Regions from separate parts of the Mus musculus genome. Here region 2 is linked to region 1. A link is a contact called in public HiChIP or PLAC-seq data. All regions are on one chromosome and are shown on one strand. The core of a region is the stretch at or near the end of the contact, and the rest is flanking DNA. Distances in the headings are between cores, read along the strand shown. Region 1 has its middle 12 kb from the start of Tbx2. Region 2 has its middle 64 kb from the start of Gm20759.

What was found. HiChIP or PLAC-seq counts read pairs in DNA pulled down with a chosen protein or histone mark.
Region 2: an H3K4me3 HiChIP or PLAC-seq map of bone marrow-derived macrophages shows a contact between it and region 1, with 3 times the contacts expected there. The contact joins two enhancer-like sites. A contact is called at or near these places in 22 of 39 promoter capture datasets (the 3T3-L1 cell line, 3T3-L1-derived adipocytes, the C10 cell line and 13 more), 6 of 15 datasets of contacts at CTCF or cohesin (CD8 T cells, the G1E-ER4 cell line, the NIH/3T3 cell line and 1 more), 250 of 484 Hi-C or Micro-C datasets (2-cell embryo, 3T3-L1-derived adipocytes, the 63-12 cell line and 132 more), 53 of 115 datasets of contacts at active chromatin or transcription factors (the 230-238 cell line, CD8 T cells, the NIH/3T3 cell line and 33 more) and 5 of 9 other capture datasets (adipose tissue, embryonic stem cells, liver and 2 more).

The regions. Positions count from the first base shown.
Region 1 is chr11:85,842,049-85,846,244 of GRCm38.p6, forward strand. No RefSeq gene overlaps it. Among named protein-coding and RNA genes, the nearest start is that of Tbx2, 12 kb to the left of the region's middle. Within about 2 kb of position 2,518, at least 171 of the 459 cell types and tissues checked have an H3K27ac peak or open chromatin away from gene starts, as enhancers often do. A contact at or near this core is called in the HPC-7 cell line, bone marrow-derived macrophages and embryonic limb bud, where this site is marked.
Region 2 is chr11:85,958,529-85,962,724 of GRCm38.p6, forward strand. No RefSeq gene overlaps it. Among named protein-coding and RNA genes, the nearest start is that of Gm20759, 64 kb to the right of the region's middle. RefSeq lists an enhancer at 2,410-4,196. Within about 2 kb of position 1,978, at least 10 of the 459 cell types and tissues checked have an H3K27ac peak or open chromatin away from gene starts, as enhancers often do. A contact at or near this core is called in the HPC-7 cell line, bone marrow-derived macrophages and embryonic limb bud, where this site is marked.

The sequences.
Region 1 (4,196 bases), core at 1,268-3,767:
GCGATGGCGGCCCGGCAGCCCGGCCTCGAGCAGATCCGCGAGGCTCCGAGGCGCCGACGTCGGCGCCCGGCTCAGGCCAGGCCTGGAGGCGCCACTCCGCTCCGCAGCCCCCGCGACCCAGGCCCGCGGCCCGGGCTCCCCCTGCTGGCCACTCTGTGTGACCGCAGCTCCTGCCACTCCCCGCACCTAGTCACAGGATTAACGCAAAACGCACAGAGTGGCCTGGACTCCCGACTCCCTTTCTAGGACACTGTGGACCTGCTCCTCACCCCTCCTTTCAACCTTCCTGGGTACATGATCTGGGAAACGGGGCCCTGCTCTCTTCTCTTTCTCCTTTCGTGTGTGTGTGTGTGTGTGTGTGTGTGTGTGTGTGTGTGTGTGTGTGTGTGTGTGTTGGGGAGGAGGTAGTGGCCAACTTTCTTCAGTACCACCAACTCCAGAATTCTGTCCCATCACTCTGCCTTCTGGAATCACTCGGTGCTTGGGGTGCTGGGAAAATCTGGCCTAAAAATCCCTCCTTACAGCTTGTTTATCTTCGATCCCCTCCTTGCATCAACTTGCTGGCGACTTTCAAGGGAGTCCCACTGTGTCCCACTGGCCCCATTGGGCTGGTGCTTCCCTAAGACCCCCTCTGTTAAGGAGAGCTCCCATCCACGCCGCTCCAGAAGGCCACAGCTAGTAACCTCATCCAGCTGGCAGGTGCCTCCGGGAGCTGATTACATGTCTCTGGATTTGTGGTCGTTGAGCACCCCGTCTTCATCCCTTTAAGTCCAGGAGGTTTTGACGTCCAACCCCAAAAGATTGCCTTGTTAGACATTGTGAACCTCTGGGGCGTGTATGACTTTCCACTCGCCCGGGGACATCAGCAATGATTTGAAGGGCAGAGTGAAGATGTAGGTAGACTTGAAAGTTTCAGGAACTCCTAATGCTCCGAACACCTTCCTGGGCTGACACACTTACAAGGAAAAAACTTTGTCCAACTCCTCTGAGACAGGGCTGCCTCAAGTTTCCCTGGGTAGAGAGTGTGGAGTGTGCGCGCGCGTGCGTGTGCGTGCCTGTGTGTAGATGGTCTCATCCCAACCGTAGGTGAGCTATGGCTCCCCTGTTCTGCTCCGCCTGGACTGATTAGGCAATGTGGTTCACGAACCAAGCAGGAACAAGGAAAGTCCCTCCCTACTTCGCATAGAGTCTCTCCCTATCTCTACGTTTATTTGAGGTCACTTTGGGTTGAAACTCCCCGTAAAAAATAAAAATAAAAAATCCCAAAGCAACGTGTGCACTGGCATCTTGCTGCCTCTCGCTTTCAACCAGGAAAGAATGCCGAGAGTTTGGCTGTGGGGCCCCCTCGGCCTGCGGACACCAGGGGGCAGCACACGCGGTGGTGGGCAGGGCCGCAGCAACTCGGGTCTGGTGTTATTTCCGAGCCTGCAGCGCGGCTTGGAGAATCCTCCCGCTCCCCTGCTTTCGGCCGTACACACCCCCCTCCCGGGATTGCCACTACAGTGCTCCGCTGGGCCCCAGCTGCAAGGCCAAGTGCGGCTTGGGGAATCCTGCAGCTGACGGGCTGGGCCTTGTCCCAGACAAAGGCCTGGCCACTCCCAGGCCCAATTAAGCCACCAGCCTTCCCAGCCTTCCAGTCTTCATTGTCTCTGGGGGTCGCCAATTAGCTCAAGCGCCCGTGTACCCGCTGCCTTAACCCTTCAGGACCTGCCCAACCAGGGCCATTGGATGGCAAATCCGTCAGCAGAGAGGAGTGTGTGAGCGATGGGTATCGAGGGGCTTCTGAGGTCTGTTAAGTGGGTGACCAAGGGGCCTCTGAGGTCTGTTAAGTGGGTGACCAAGGGGCCTCTGAGGTCTGTTAAGTGGGTGACCAAGCGTGTCGCCAAGAGACTCAATGGGGAGTGTGGGGTCTTAGAGAACTGTGCTGGTTTAGGACTGGGTGTGATAACACCCGAGAACTCGAAGATTCAGCATTTGGAGCCTTCGTGAGACCCCTAGCAGCGCAACTGAATAGATTCCGAGATGTTGGACACTGCATTTTCCACGCGGTTAATCCGAGGCTTCCGAACCCTCGAGCCATTTCTTCCTTCCAAACTTCCCGCTGCGGTGCAGAGCTTCTGAGCCTCGGCAGAAGGCCCTGTCCTCCTGGAGGGCGTTGAACCGGGTTCAGCCTCCCCAGCCCACTGTGGATTCACTGACGCGGGGAGGAGCACGCCGCGGCGCGACAGCGATCCCGTCCCGCCTGAGCTCGGGCCCCGCCCCGCCTGGGCTCTGGCCCCGCCCCCCGCTTCTCTAGGTGAAGGCCGCCGCGGAGGGAACGGTTTGGGAGAGATCAGAATTGCAACTCTGAGCCCTCCTTCCTACCTTGGGAGCGACCCTAAATCCAACTTCGTTTCCTTTTCCCATTCTCCTTCCGCCTCTCCGCCCTTGACCGAGAAGTTTGGAACACTCTCCCGGTAGGCTGAGTCCAGCCAACGATCAAGAGTCAGCGGGGAGAACGACCCCGTGCGTTGGAGGGGGCTGGGCGCTCCGGGTGATCTCAGGGCATTGTGTCGCGTCCTCTGGAGAGCAGACAAGTTACCCACCAGGGAAAGTGTTGGTGCCCGGATGACTGTTTTCCCCTCCGAGTTTCTTTTAGGCTCCCTTGGGGTGCGTGTCTGTCCATCGGGTTTGATGGGCTAAGGACCCCGAACTCACTTGGCTGCTCCGGACTCGGGAGCCTTCCCAGGTCCCAGGCCTCAGGAACTCCCCACGTTCCCACGAGATGGCGCTCCAGGACAGGGCCCGGTCAAGCAGCCGGCCAGCACTCCCTGCCAGAGCCCAAGGTGCAGTGAGTCCAGAGAAATGGGCACGGAGAGGGATCTCAGATCCACTGTAGGTCCAGGCCCAGGGACTTGAGTGGGCTGCCGACTGCGGGCACCGACGAGGGAGCTCAAAACTTAATGTGGGTTTTTCTCTTGGAGCTGCCCTGCAGTGCCAGCTCCTAGAAGCTATGGTCTTCGATGTGCCTGGCTGGACTCAGATTCTTCTTGGGACAGGGAAGGCGCTTGCCTCTGGCTTTCCTGGCCTCTTGGAAACACAGTCAGGGCTGGGATCTATGAGCACTGGAAAACACGCCTCTGGCCCTTTTGGAGTGTGAAGCTCCACTGAACCATGCAAGCTTGGGTGTAAGTGTTGGCTAAGACATTCCTCAGCTCCTACCTCCACCTCCTCAGCTCCTCAAGGTCACACGAAGAGACTGTTAGGTATGCACCAGGGACCAGTGCACTTGAGGACCAAGGGTTAAATCTTACAAGACAACCAAAGGTCTTGAGGAGGCTTTGGGTCTTCAGTAGTTCCCGAAGATGCTAAGTAAGAAGGACTCAGAAGTGAGCCACCAGAGTTTGAGTCAGGTTTGAGTCGGATGCTCGTGGGTAAAGAGGGGAAACCTGATCACTAACAAATGGCACACTCAGAGTGGGGAAAATTTGGGGGAGCTAAGTACCAAAGATGCCAGCAGCTCGACAAACGGGCAGAATAAGTCTACATACGCTTTTTAAGAGCACACGGATAGAAACCTGCCCAGTTCCCATCAGTCTTGCATCTCTTCCTTAGCCAGCAACTTGTTGCCTCCCCCCAGCCAGAGTCTCGGCACCTTCAAGGCATACCAGAGGATAGGATGAGACCTTTGGTAATCTAACAGTCACTTGATGCCCATCTATTGCAAAGCAGATGTTCAGTAGGAAAACTGAATGAGAAGTTCAAAGCCAACCTTTGCCTCTAGCCATGAGATCCTGAACAGTACGACTCTCTTTTCTGAGCTCCAGGATCCCGGTTGGCAAAGTAAATGGTGTGGACCAAACCCAAAGTGATATGTGAGAGACTAGTTGAAACGTTCCCCTCCCCGACATCAAAGGCTCCTGAACAAGGACCTAACCCTTGAGGAACCTGGGCCTGAGACATAGGCAGAGCCACTCACAGACCTTGGGAACTTTGACTGTTGCTAAGCTTCTTGGACTGGGGTCAGGATTGGTGGCCTGGATGAATTCCCGATTAGGAAATAGCATTCCAGGTTCTGAAACCCTCGGGGAACCAGCTGGCTCCAGCTGCCTCCAGTCCCTGTGGGATGTGGCTGTCACAGTTCAACCTTCCCACCAAGCACAGTTGGGAGGGGGCACATCCTATGGGTTGTGAGGTGACTCTGGCCTCCAGCACCA
Region 2 (4,196 bases), core at 728-3,227, 120 kb after region 1:
GATACTTTCCTTGAGAGGCCATGCACAGGCTGTGCACTTTGGTGTGTGACTGAAGATGCATGCGTGGATTTCCCATCCTGTCACAGATGACAGCTATAGTGGTGTGGCTCCAATCCAGGGCTAGCTTAGCATGCAGGAAGCCCTGGCTCCAGCCCTTAGAGTGAAAGTGAATATCTTGTAGCAAGAGTTGAGATTTACTAAGCTAATTGTGACTTCTTTGTCAGAGACACACTGCAGGGAAACCGGTTGCAGTGTTTGCTCCTTTGTTGATAGTTTTCCCAAGTTAGTGGGGAAGAACTCAGTGGCCACTGTTATAATTTGGTGGCGATAACATATCTGCTTTTGTTCTTCAACCATGAAGGCAAAGGTTAAAAGGCTGAGGAGGGCCAAACACACCATAGTATTACAAAGGAAATCGGGTTGCCCTTGGGGGACCCTGAGAGGGTCTTGGGGGACTGAAATCCAAGCTCAAAGCCTAGGACAGCCCCAGCTGGGATTGGTGGCACACACATGTATTCCCAATACCAAGGAGCTGAGACAGGAGGATCTAAAGTCCCAGGCTAGTCTGGAACACCTAGGGAGACCCTGTTTGCAAAACAATGCAAGACAGACAAATACCAAGCCAACAAGACACCATAGCAAACAACCTAAGGGGCGTCATTCCATAATTATTAAGCAGCTCCCAGTCCCTATTCCTTGTCCAGACCCCACATCTCTCTTCATTACCCTTACCTGCTATGTGATCTCAAAGTCTCAGCCAAGGCCTCTCCTGCTCTGGGAAGCTGTCCCCAATCCACAAAGCCTAGATTTCTCTAGCATGGTGCTTACTATTGACATAGAGATACTTACCCTGTAACCCTTATAAAAACCCTAATAGGCTACAGGTGGGGACCCTGACACCTGGAGACAGCTGGCAAGCTCTGCTGTCTTAAAGCACTCTTTGTCTCTTGTCCAGTTTTCGGGCTGGTTGAGCTTGGTTGGTAGAGTGTGTGCCTACTCTTCAAGGCTAGAGGGTTTGATTCCTAGTACTGAAAATCAACCACACAGAGTTGAAGTTCTTTGATATTTTTCTCTGACCAGTTATTTAGCCAGCTATGTGGAGGGATACACTCTGAAAGTCAGAAATGGCCAAAGTGGGGCTGAACTATACAGAGGGAAGAGAGGCAGGGTCAGGGGAGAGATGGCTGCTGCAGTCTGCACTCCAGAAAGATCTTCAGTGTGTCTGTGGAAATCATCAGATGTCTAGAAACTGATATTCAAAGCCAAGGCATCTAACTAGAAAAGCCAGGAGCAAGAATAAGAAATACATCCATAAATCCAAGGGCATCATCATTTTGAAGGAAACAAGGAAGGGACATCTGTCCCACCTGAAGTGATGACATAGCATAAAGTCAAAGTCATTAAGACACAAATGCGTACACAGATGAGAAAGAGATTACTTGACTGCTTTGAAAGGCTCAAGTTTATCAGTGACACACCACAGGAAAGAGGAAAAGGAACCTAGGGAAAGATATCTGAAACACAGAGACCCAGTCAAGAACAAGGGCTCAGGTTTTACAGAGAATCTCTACAGACAAGGCCGAAAAAGGCCATGCCGCCTAGACACAGAGTTACAAACGTAAACTTCACAAAAGATGAAAACCACAGTGGTCAATAAAGAAATAGACACCAAACCTCACTAAGTAAACAGGGAAATGAGGTACTCGTCCTGCATCAGATTAGCTAACATAAAAAGGCCTTGTAACCAGAGTGTTGGGAAGATAATGAAACAGGCCCTCAGGATGGACAGTAACTTTGTCCCTCCCCCTTGGAGACTCCACTGATAATTGAAGCAGTGAACATTCGGTCTCTGGTCAGGATACGGCCCAGAGAAATGTTTACAATGTGTGTATGAAACACAGGCACAGGAATGTTCACAGTAGCAAGGGGCAGCAAGGAGGCTGTCCTCACCAACAGGAAGTTCATACATGGGTTCTCATAGGGTGGCTGGACATGATACTGTCTCAGAGAGGAAGTGAAGGAGTCGAATCTGCATGGGTTGGAATATGGAGAGAAACAAAGCAAGCTTCGTGAGAATATGCGTAGCATTGTACCGTTCAGATAAAAAATACATATTGAAAGTCCATATTGTTAAAGTATGCATACAGTACAATATACAGAAGCAGCTGGAAATGGGAACTACTGGGTTCCCGCACCTAGACAGTAGCAAGAGGCCTCCATTCTATTATTTTTCCACACAGTTTTCTTCATGTTGTGATATAGTTTATTTTTAACTTCAAGGGCAAACATCTAAAAAAAAAAAAAAGGAAAATCTTCATTCTTTAAGTGTATCAAAGATGTATTGGGAAGTGGGGCATGTGTGGGGCACTAAGAGTCCCTCCTTGCCCCTTGTATTGAGAATATTGGGTTTTATCAGACCGGTCACTCTGAGGCATAGTTTTAAGAAAAACAACAACAACAAAAAAAAACCCAACAACACAAAAGCTCATTCTCACCAGTTAAGTTTTCCACGATGTGCCTGCCTTCTGGGTTCAAACAACTCAACGCAGAACCCAGTTTATGTCACACGTGAGGTCAGGGGAGGAAAAATAAGACCAGTGCCTGGAAAGTGGGCTGGGAAACAGACCCCGAGTGCACACCGTTTGTTTGTTCAGACTGTTCAGCAAGAGGAAGGGAAACTCGGAAATTCCTTGGCTATAAATTGCAATGTAAAAGACAAAGAGAACCCTGGCATCTTAAGGACCTGTAAATCACATCTGCCGGGAGCAGAAATTGCAGTATCCCCGTCACCCAGCGTCCACCTCCACACTTCTGACAGAGGAACTCCTGTTTTTTGGAGAAACACACATGAAGTACGTGTAAAACCTGAGCGGGAATCGGCTGCTGTGTACACCACCTGCCTAATAAAATGAGGATAAATGTGAGGTTTTTGGCTGTGTAGATCTGTTTATGTTTTAACTCGGAGGCACTCGCCATCAAAATGTCACCTACATGGGTTTATTTCAAAAGTACAACATGGAGGGAAGATAAATAATTTTGTGGTGTCTGTGGGGTTTCTGCTTTTGAAGCTGATGTGGTGCCACAGAGTTCCTGTTTGTAAACTAAGGTGCGATCAGTTCTTGGGTTAGTGGGAGCAAGGGCATTTATGAACAGCTAATGGGGCGCTGCGACAGCAGCCAGGCACTGAGCAGTCAGGCCGTGGGGCCGGGTTTACAGGGCTGCCCAGACAGATGCTAACTCCAGAGATTGCCAGCAGTTTAGATATCAAGCTAATGGCCACAGGTAACAAACAACAACTCCCCCAGAATAAACACACGACTCATTTAAAACTCTTTCTCCCAATCACGTCAACTACCTGCAAAATCGTTTCTTTGAAGAAATACACAATGAGTCACCCTCCCGTTAAGGGATTTGCTAGAAACAAAGATGCAGGAAGCCATGTAAAAATGATTTGTGAGGCTGCTTGACGCCTGACAGGTTTGTTGTTGTTTTTTTTTTTTTTTTAAACCATTTCTATGCTCATTTTAAGAAAAATGCATCTGCAGGCAGCTTCACTGCTAGTCAAGGCTAAAAGCTGCTTTTAGATGTGTGAGAGGCATCGCTGGGAGGGAACCCTTAAGAAGAATAAAGTAAAGAACATGTTAGAAAACCACAGCGGACACTAGCTGGAGACCTGGGTACCTTTTACCCAGCACAGTCCCTGCTCTAAGAAACCAGCCATCACTGACCCACTCCCCAGTGACAGTGGGAGCATCATTCATGAGGGATGCTGCTGTGTCTTAGAGATATTAGTTGATGGGGTGGCATATGGGGGTATGAAGACGGGGAGCAGAGATCCCATCTGGGGGTGAGCTAACCCCCAGTTCTATTTGTTCTCATTAAAGGGAGCAGAGGATTTTAGTACCTAACATGCAATTTCATAGCAGAAAAGGAACGAGCAGTCTGTGTTTGGGTGTTGGACTCTTTTTTAAAATATTATATTTACTTATGTGTGTGTATGAGAGATAGATATAGACATAGAAATGGGTATAGAAATATAGATAGAGAGCATGCGGTACCCAGAAATTAAACCCAGGTTATTAGGTTTAGCAACAAGCATCCTCATCCACTGAACCACGCACAACTCAGGGCCTCTTTTTGTATCCTTTAGCCTAATATTAGGATTGTTGGGAAGAAAAATAACAAGAAACTACACT